Regions from separate parts of the Ovis aries genome. Here region 1 is linked to region 2. A link is a contact called in public Hi-C data. All regions are on one chromosome and are shown on one strand. Each heading gives the region's core, a stretch centred on a gene start, on an enhancer-like site or on the middle of the called end of the contact. The rest is flanking DNA. Distances are from core to core; before and after follow the strand shown.

The links. Hi-C and Micro-C count contacts between places; a contact is called where the count stands out from the background.
Region 1: a Hi-C map of mesenteric adipose tissue shows a contact between it and region 2, with 2.9 times the contacts expected there. The contact joins the promoter of CLN5 here to the enhancer-like site in region 2. A contact is called at or near these places in 6 of 16 Hi-C or Micro-C datasets (liver, mesenteric adipose tissue, mixed tissues and 2 more).

The regions. Positions count from the first base shown.
Region 1 is chr10:52,711,976-52,715,933 of ARS-UI_Ramb_v3.0, reverse strand. It overlaps CLN5 (CLN5 intracellular trafficking protein), which reads right to left and starts at 2,360. Exons shown (of 4, transcript NM_001082595.1): 1 at 2,185-2,360. The coding sequence starts at 2,360.
Region 2 is chr10:52,656,110-52,660,055 of ARS-UI_Ramb_v3.0, reverse strand. No RefSeq gene overlaps it. Among named protein-coding and RNA genes, the nearest start is that of ACOD1, 20 kb to the left of the region's middle. Within about 2 kb of position 1,750, at least 1 of the 54 cell types and tissues checked has an H3K27ac peak or open chromatin away from gene starts, as enhancers often do.

The sequences.
Region 1 (3,958 bases), core at 1,111-3,610, 55 kb before region 2:
CACTTGAGTATTCTTGGGCTTCCACTGTGGCTCAGCTGGTAAATAATCCACTTGCAGTGTGGGAAACCTGGGTTTGATCCCTGGGTTGGGAAGATCCCCTGGAGAAGAGAAAGGCTACCCACTCCAGTATTCTTGCTTGGAGAATTCCATGGACTGTATAGTCCATGGGGTCACAAAGAGTCGGACACAACTGAGCTACTTTCACTTCACTTCATCTGTCCTCTAAGAATCCTAGATCTCTGGGGCCCTAGCTAGACCTACTGTTTTGGGTTTTTGTTTTTTTTTTTAATGTGGATCATTTATTTATTTATTTACTTATTTATTTAAGTCTACTGAATTTGTTACAATATTGCTTCAGTTTTATGTTTTGTTTGTTGGCTGTGAGGCATGTGGGATCACAGATCCCTGACCAGGGATCGAACCAGCATCCCTGCCTTGGAAGGTGAAGTCTTAACCACTGGACTTCCAGAGAAGTTCCCAGATTTTTTGTGAAATCAATCCTAACACATCAACAAATGGCACCCCACTCCAGTACTTTTGCCTGGAGAGTCCCATGGACGGAGGAGCCTGGTGGGCTGCAGTCTGTGGGGTTGCTAGAGTCGGACACGACTGAGTGACTTCACTTTCACTTTTCAGTTTCATGCATTGGAGAAGGAAATGGCAACCCACTCTAGTGTTCTTGCCTGGAGAATCCCAGGGACGGGGAAGCCTGGTGGGCTGCTGTCTATGGGGTCACACAGAGTCAGACACGACTGAAGCGACTTAGCAGCAGCAGCAGCAGGCACACATCAACAAAAATGTCTATAACTTAAAAAGTTTAAATCTTGATTTAGACAAAAATATTAAAAACTCACCTAAAATTTTACCTGTTTTACAGGTGCTTACCTGATTTAAAAATGAATAGTTAACTATACATAAATTTCATCTGCTTACAGCAAAATCAAATTTAGGTCAATGGTAATTTCAAAAGTATAATTTAAGTGTGAACATAATAAAATTAAAATTTTATTATGGGGGTAAATGAAGGCACATGCTTAACATTTCAAACTTTTAAATGTAAATCAAGTAGTTTTGGATTTCACTCTCTTCTTTGTTTTACTGAATATTATATTTTTACTTTGGGGGGAACACTTTGTTGTTAATAACATTTTCAAGAAAACCAGCTTCAAACTTCTCTCTTCCTGAATATCAAGCAAAAGAAGGCCCAGCAAGCCATTCAGCGGGCAGAATACACTAATACTGTTATCAGGTCTGAAATGCTGGCTGGCCTTTACTAGATTTAACCACCACAATGAAACCTGAAGTAACTACTATTCCTACTTTCTGACTCAGGATATGTGCGCACAGAGATCCTGAGCGACTTTCCCAAGATCACACAGCTAGTGATGACGGGGCCTGACTCGATCTGCTGCGGTCAGAGCCTAGAACTCGCTCGCGACCAGGACCAGGCTATCCTGCCTGCCAACTCGCTATTTTCATCCGAAAGGGGTGTGCATTTTCAAAAGCTGCTAGGTTTTCCCCTGCCTGATGTTGACACTTTATCTTCCTTTTCTCTGCTTAGCGACCTCTGATAATTAGGCTACGTAAATACTGTTCTAGTTCAAAGGCTCAAACACAGTTCCTACATCTCCGCATCCACAGCATAACACCAGCGACCTATACCTCCTGGCTGAAGACTGTGGACAGTCGAGGCCACTCACCCAGGAGGTGGGGGGACAGGACGTGGCGAGGGGATTCCCTAGATACCCAACTTTGAGTGCTGAAAACGGGAAGTCCCAAGAGCTAGGTTAACTGGTAACTGGGAGTGCAAATGTTACGCACTCACGATAACTAATGACAGGACCTGACACGATAGAAAATACATTATTAAGTCTCCCCAAACTATTCAAATTGTCAGCGATTTGTACCGAAAATCACACAACGAAATAACATTAGTCCCTTTTCCCCCACGATTCAGGACAGTCACCTTGGAACTGGCTCAACGGCCCCGGGAGGAAGAAAGACCCCAGGGCATCGTGCAACAAACAGCCGCGCCCCAGGAACTCCACTTCGCTCCTCGCCGCGCCTCCCCGGCACGATCACGCGACCTGGACGCAACTCCTCCCCGCCACCGCCCCCACGCACTTTGGACAGAAAACCTCGGCCGCGCGCGCGCGCGCCCGCCCCGTCCAGCCGCGCACTCACTTGTAGGGCACCGGCCACTGGCGCCGGGAGGGGTCGCCCGCCGCCGTCGCCGCCGTCGCCGCCGCCAGCCAGAGCAGCGCGGGGGCCCAGCGCCAAGGCGCGCGCTCCAGGCCCGCACCTGCGCCCGCGCCCCGCCGACCCCAGGCCCCCGCACCGGCACCCCCCGCCTGCGCCATGTGCCGGCTCCCGCTGCGGGCGGCGCTCCCCAGCCCCGAGACCGCGGAGGGCCAGCGAGCCGAGCATGCGCAGAACTCGGGACCCGGGCGGCGGTCCGCCCGCGGCCCCGCCCCTGCCTGGCGCGCCCGGGCGGAGGGCTCGGTCCCCGCGGCTTCCGCCGCCTCCGCGAGCGCAGGGGAACCCAGCGCAGGGTGTCGGGGCCGCCGAGGCTCTGCTCCTGCCTGGCGCCCTGCGCGGGGGCGGCTTCCGGACTTGGCCGACCCGGAAGGTGCTCCGGTCCAGCTCCCCTGAGCAGCCCGAACAGGAACCGTTTTTCTCTGACTGACTGTAATACCGAGTTCTCCTGGCCTCACGGCTGCGCTCCTTTGGAGCGTCTGCTCCCAACAACCACCACGAAAAGCAAAAGCACAGAAAAGCCAGCTTTGGGCTCCTTTGGGTGTGTCTGTCTGTCTGACTCTTTGTTATCCCAGGGACTGTAGTCCGCCAGGCTCCTCTGTCCATGGGATTTGGGCTCCTCTGGGGTATGTGTGTCTGTGTGTGTGTGTGAGAGAGAGACTGACTCTTTGTGACCTCATGGACTGTAGTCCACCAGGCTCCTTTGTCCATGGAACTCTCCAGGCAAGAATGGATTGCCATTCCATTCACCAGGGGATCTTCCCAACCCAGGCATCGAACTCTTGTGTCTCCTGCATTGGCAGGTGGATTCTTTGCCCCCTGGGAGCGCCGCACTTTCCCTTCATCCCTTAGGGCCCAGACTAGGTGACAACAGACATCTGAGTGAAGGAGAGTATTTGGGGGAGGTGAGTGCAGTGAGGAAAACGGAGATGGCGCGGTGACTGGTTCTAACCCGACGGATCTGGTGATGCCAGTGGCCACACTGACGACACACAGCCGGGGCTATCGCCGCTAAGTGCTGTGACACAGTCCAGCCCCACCCGCCTCCCAGGCGGGTTCCTCCTGGGTAGCTCTGCCACTTTGGTTGGGGACAGGAGTCCACATCACTCTGTCTTCCTTGACCCTTCAGCCGCCTCAGGAAAGCAACAGGATCAACTCCCCTTCTGGCGATCAACTGCCCTTCCTCTGCCCTCATACACGGCCCCCTATTCTCATACACAGAGGTGGTTGGTTTATGTCTATTAATAGGAGTATTAAAGACATGGCACTTAGAGTCACATTTTACAAGAGGGTGGCCTGCAGAACTTAGACCGGGCTTTCCAGCACCTTCCTTCCTCTACAACAGGATAGATCCATCATAGTGTTTGTAAGGTATGTGGGAACTGTAGTGATCTGAGTGACCACCATGGCTCATGGGGTGGCGTGGGGTCACTGGTTTCCCCATGCCTCCCAGGACTCGTGGGGGTTGATGGGAGTTGTTGACCTCCTCTCTGTCTCTCTCACGCACACACATATACACACGCACACTCGCCTTCACCCAGTTGCTGCAGGAGGTTGGGGGCTCTGGGGAAGTTCAGGCTTCGTTTTAACACTTGCCTAAGCTTCCCTGGTGGCTCAGACAGTAAAGACCCTGGTGGAATTCCTGGGTCAGGAGGATCCCCTAGAGAAGGGAATGGCTACCCACTCCTGTATTCTTGCCTGG
Region 2 (3,946 bases), core at 501-3,000:
ATTGGCAGGTGATTCTTTACCACTGCACCTCCTGGGAAGCTGTTGGGGTCCTTTAATAGACCGGGACCTGGCGATCCGGAGTCTACAATAGGAAAGTGAAAGAGAGAGCCGGAGGGAGAGAGGGAGGGAGAGAGAGAGAGAGAGAGATAGAGAGAAAGAAAGAAAGACAGACAGACAAACACGGGGACCCAAGCTCTGATGGAGCAAAGGTGCTTTAATGATCGTTCTGTGAGTATATATAGGCTATGTTATAAGAAATTTCTTTTGACAGTGATAAAGATCAGAAAACCAAATGTACAGCAACTGTTACCAAGGGAACAAGGGATTAATAATGGTCACAAGGTCAGGAGACAATCCATATCTCAAGAAAGGATCAAGACTAAGCAGTTTTGTCGTAAGGAGAATGTTTACTGAAGGAGACTCAAGCCTGTCTTATCCTATGACTTCAGTCCTGAGAGCTGCATGCAGCTCTACTCATTTCTGGCAGCAGAAACTAATAAGGAACAGAGGGTTTATGAGAAACAGCATGTAGGAATCCTCCTGTTAAACATTGCCTGACAGGAAGCCTCTATAGAAATGGAAGAGAACAAAAATCTTAATTAAGGGAAGCCATTCCTGTAGGGAGCTTAGGTACTGTAAGCTAGACTGGTTGCTTTCTGCTGTCTTACCCATGGCAGGGTGGAGGAGGCACTGCTAGGGAGGGTCCAGGAAGTGTACATTGTCAGATGACCCTTAGGGTAAGTTGTGTCTGACTCTTTGCGACTCCACCACAGACTCTACAAGTGCTTGGAATTCTCCAGGCCAGAATACTGAAGTGGGTAGCCTTTCCCTTCTCCAGGGGATCTTCCCAACCCAGGGATCAAACCCAGGTCTCCCGCATCGCAGGCAAATTCTTTACCAGCTGAGCTACAAGGGAAGCCCGAGAATACTGGAGTGGGTAGCCTATTCCTTCTCCAGGAGATCTTCCTGATCCAGGAATCAAACCGGGGTCTCCTGCATTGCAGGCGGATTCTTTACCAACTGAGATATCAGGGAAGCCCCTGTTATCAGAGGCCTCAGGAGCCTACGGAAGATGCTGCTTTTGAAGTGGTCTGTATTGGAGTTTTTTCAGTCCAGACCTTAAAATTATGTTCTGTGTGGTTGGCGGAAGAATCCATCCCTCCATTTGCTTTAGAGGCCAGGGCTCTAGAGGAGGCAGGGCTGCCACATGCTGTATCATAGACATTCAAGAGCCTGAATTCTGTCTTTTGTCGTGTGTCACACAGGGACCAGTTGGAGGGATCGGTATTTTCTTCAAAAAGGAACATTAAAAACTTCTCAAATACTTCAACAGTTATTTATGAGACAAGCGTTTGGCACCATAAAACAGATAGAACATGATTTGTTTCTGAACATTTTAAGGGCTTTTAATGATGGGCTGCTTCAGCCAAATAAGAGTCTGACAGGCCATTCCTGGCTCATTAAATGGAGGGATGGTGGGCCCTTGGCCTAGATGAGCACTGAATCTGGGAAAAGGCCAGTCACATAGCCCTATTACGTCCTCCTTGGAAAGCTGATGAGGCTGTATGGGCCAGGGTGATGCCGTAGACACGAGCACAGTACAGTGTGATCTTAGCAGATGACTTCTGTAGCAAGCATGCAACTTCACCCATAAACACTGGTGTGTAAGAAGTATATCTCTGTAAAATGTCTCTAACTGAATCTGTTTCCTCATGGAATCTTTATTCTGCTGAAGGACAGAAGTTCAGTCTCCACTGGTGTCAGGATCTTCCCCGCTCTCATCTTCCAGGACCGTGTGGGGAGGTGGGGGGGCACTTATGCTGTCTCAAGGGATTGGGTAGGGCCATCTGGTATCAGGCGTCAGGGTTGGACTGTCATCATCTGTTTACACTGGCTTTGGTGGAGACACCCCTGCTTCTTCTGGCCTCTGGTCTCTGGCCCACTGAGCCTAGTGATGTGCTGTACAACACTGTGCTTGTGGTTAACAAAACTGGTTGAGTGTAAATCTCACACCAAGTGTCCTTACACACACTCACACACACACATAGAAGGGTACAAGGAGAATTTGGAGGTGCTGAATATTTCTCTTACCTTGATTGAAGTGATCGTGTTTCACATGTGTATGCATACGTCCAAACTCATCAAATTAGACACATAAGGTATGTGCAGGTATATCAACTGTGCCTCAGTAGGGGCTTCCCTGCTGAGAATCCACCCGCAATGCAGAAGCTGCAGGCACTGGTGCGATCCCAGTGTCAGGAAAATCCCCTGGAGGAGGGCATGGCAACCCACTCCAGGATTCTTGCCTGCAGAATCCCATGGACAAAGGAGCCTGGTGGGTCCATGGGGTTGCAAAGAGTTGCTCATGACTGAAGCAACTCAGCACGCAAACACACACCTCAATAATAGTGTTTTTAAAATGCTGTTTAAAAAAAGAACATAAAAAATAAATAAAAAAAGAACATAATATGTGGCAGGTAGTGGGCTCAATGCTTTTTATGTTAACTTATTACACTATCACAATAGAATGCATGAGGTGGGTACCCATTGCTGTGTCCATTTTACAATTGAGGCAACGAAAGCATAAAAGAAGTTACTCTATTTCAGCCAGTTAGTAAATGCTGGGGCTGGCATGGACATGGAGGCAGACTAAAGTCAGACCTATGGCCTTTTTTTTTTTTTTTTTAAACATTTCTGCCTTGCCATGCAGTGTGCAGGATCTTAGTTTCCCCACCAGTGCATGCCCTGCAGTGGAAGTGTAGAGTCTTAACTGCTGGCCTAACCAGGGAAGCCCCAGAACCTACGCTCTGAGTCCCAGCACTGTGCTCCCTCCTGAAACACCTTCCCCTGGACCCCGTCACACCAGGCTGTCCTGGTTCTTCTCCAGCCTCTCTAACCACGTTTCTCTGTGTCCCGTTGGCTTCTCTTCCTTGCCAGCCCACTTCACTGGGTGCCATCTGAGCTCCGCCTTGGCTTTCTTCTTCTCATGGTGAACCCGCTCACCAGGGGTTCTTTGCTGGGCTCGTGGGCCCTGACTTCAGTCAAGGGCAGATGACTCCTTGCTCTGTCTCCGTGGCTTGTTCCGCTAGCCCAAGCTTCAGGCTCAGCTGTTTCGCTGTCTCCTTGCTGTCTCCATCTGGATGTCCTTGGGCACCTACCGCATCATCTCTTCCCCTCTCCTATGTTCTCTGGATCTCGTGGGGGTCCATCCATGGCTGGAAAACTGAGTCATCTTTGCCTTCTTCCTCATCCTCCAGTCTATTTAATCACGAAGTTTGGGGAATTTCATTTTTACCCTGATGGTTGCTCTGGTTGGAGCCCTTATGGTTTCTTTGATGCTGAAAAGGCTTCCTAAGTGGTCACTCAGCTTCCACTCTCATCTGCTTCTGTATATCCTCCTATAAACTGAGAGAGCTTTTCTTGCGAAACGCAGCTCTTGGTTATTTGTGTGAACCCCTCATTTACAGAAGTGTTTCCCATCACTTACAGGCTTCCCATCATTTACAGAAGTGTTTCTTAAAAATGTGGTTCTTCGACAAGATGGATCAGAGCCACATGAGAGTTGGTTAAAGTGGAAGATTTCTGGCCCCAGCCCAGATCTACTGTATCAGCACCTCTGGCTACAGTGTAGGGATGTGGACCTCCTTGATGCTCGCAGGCTGATTCCTAACCTGCTGCCTGGGTAAAATCTAAGCATCCTAAAAGGACATGAATGTTCTGATCTCTATTCCTCTCTCTTCCTGATGTCTATCTCTTATCTCTTACCAGTCTCTCTGAGTTCCCCCAAACACTCAGCAGCTTGTCTGTTCTCCCCATATCCACGCAGACACAAAAACCCATTCACCAGGTTGTCCACTGGCCCCTCTGCCCAGAGTGCCTTTGCCTTCCTTCAAGTTGTCGATCTCTCTTTCCAATACCTGTCTCAGGCATCCATTCCTCTCCTTGG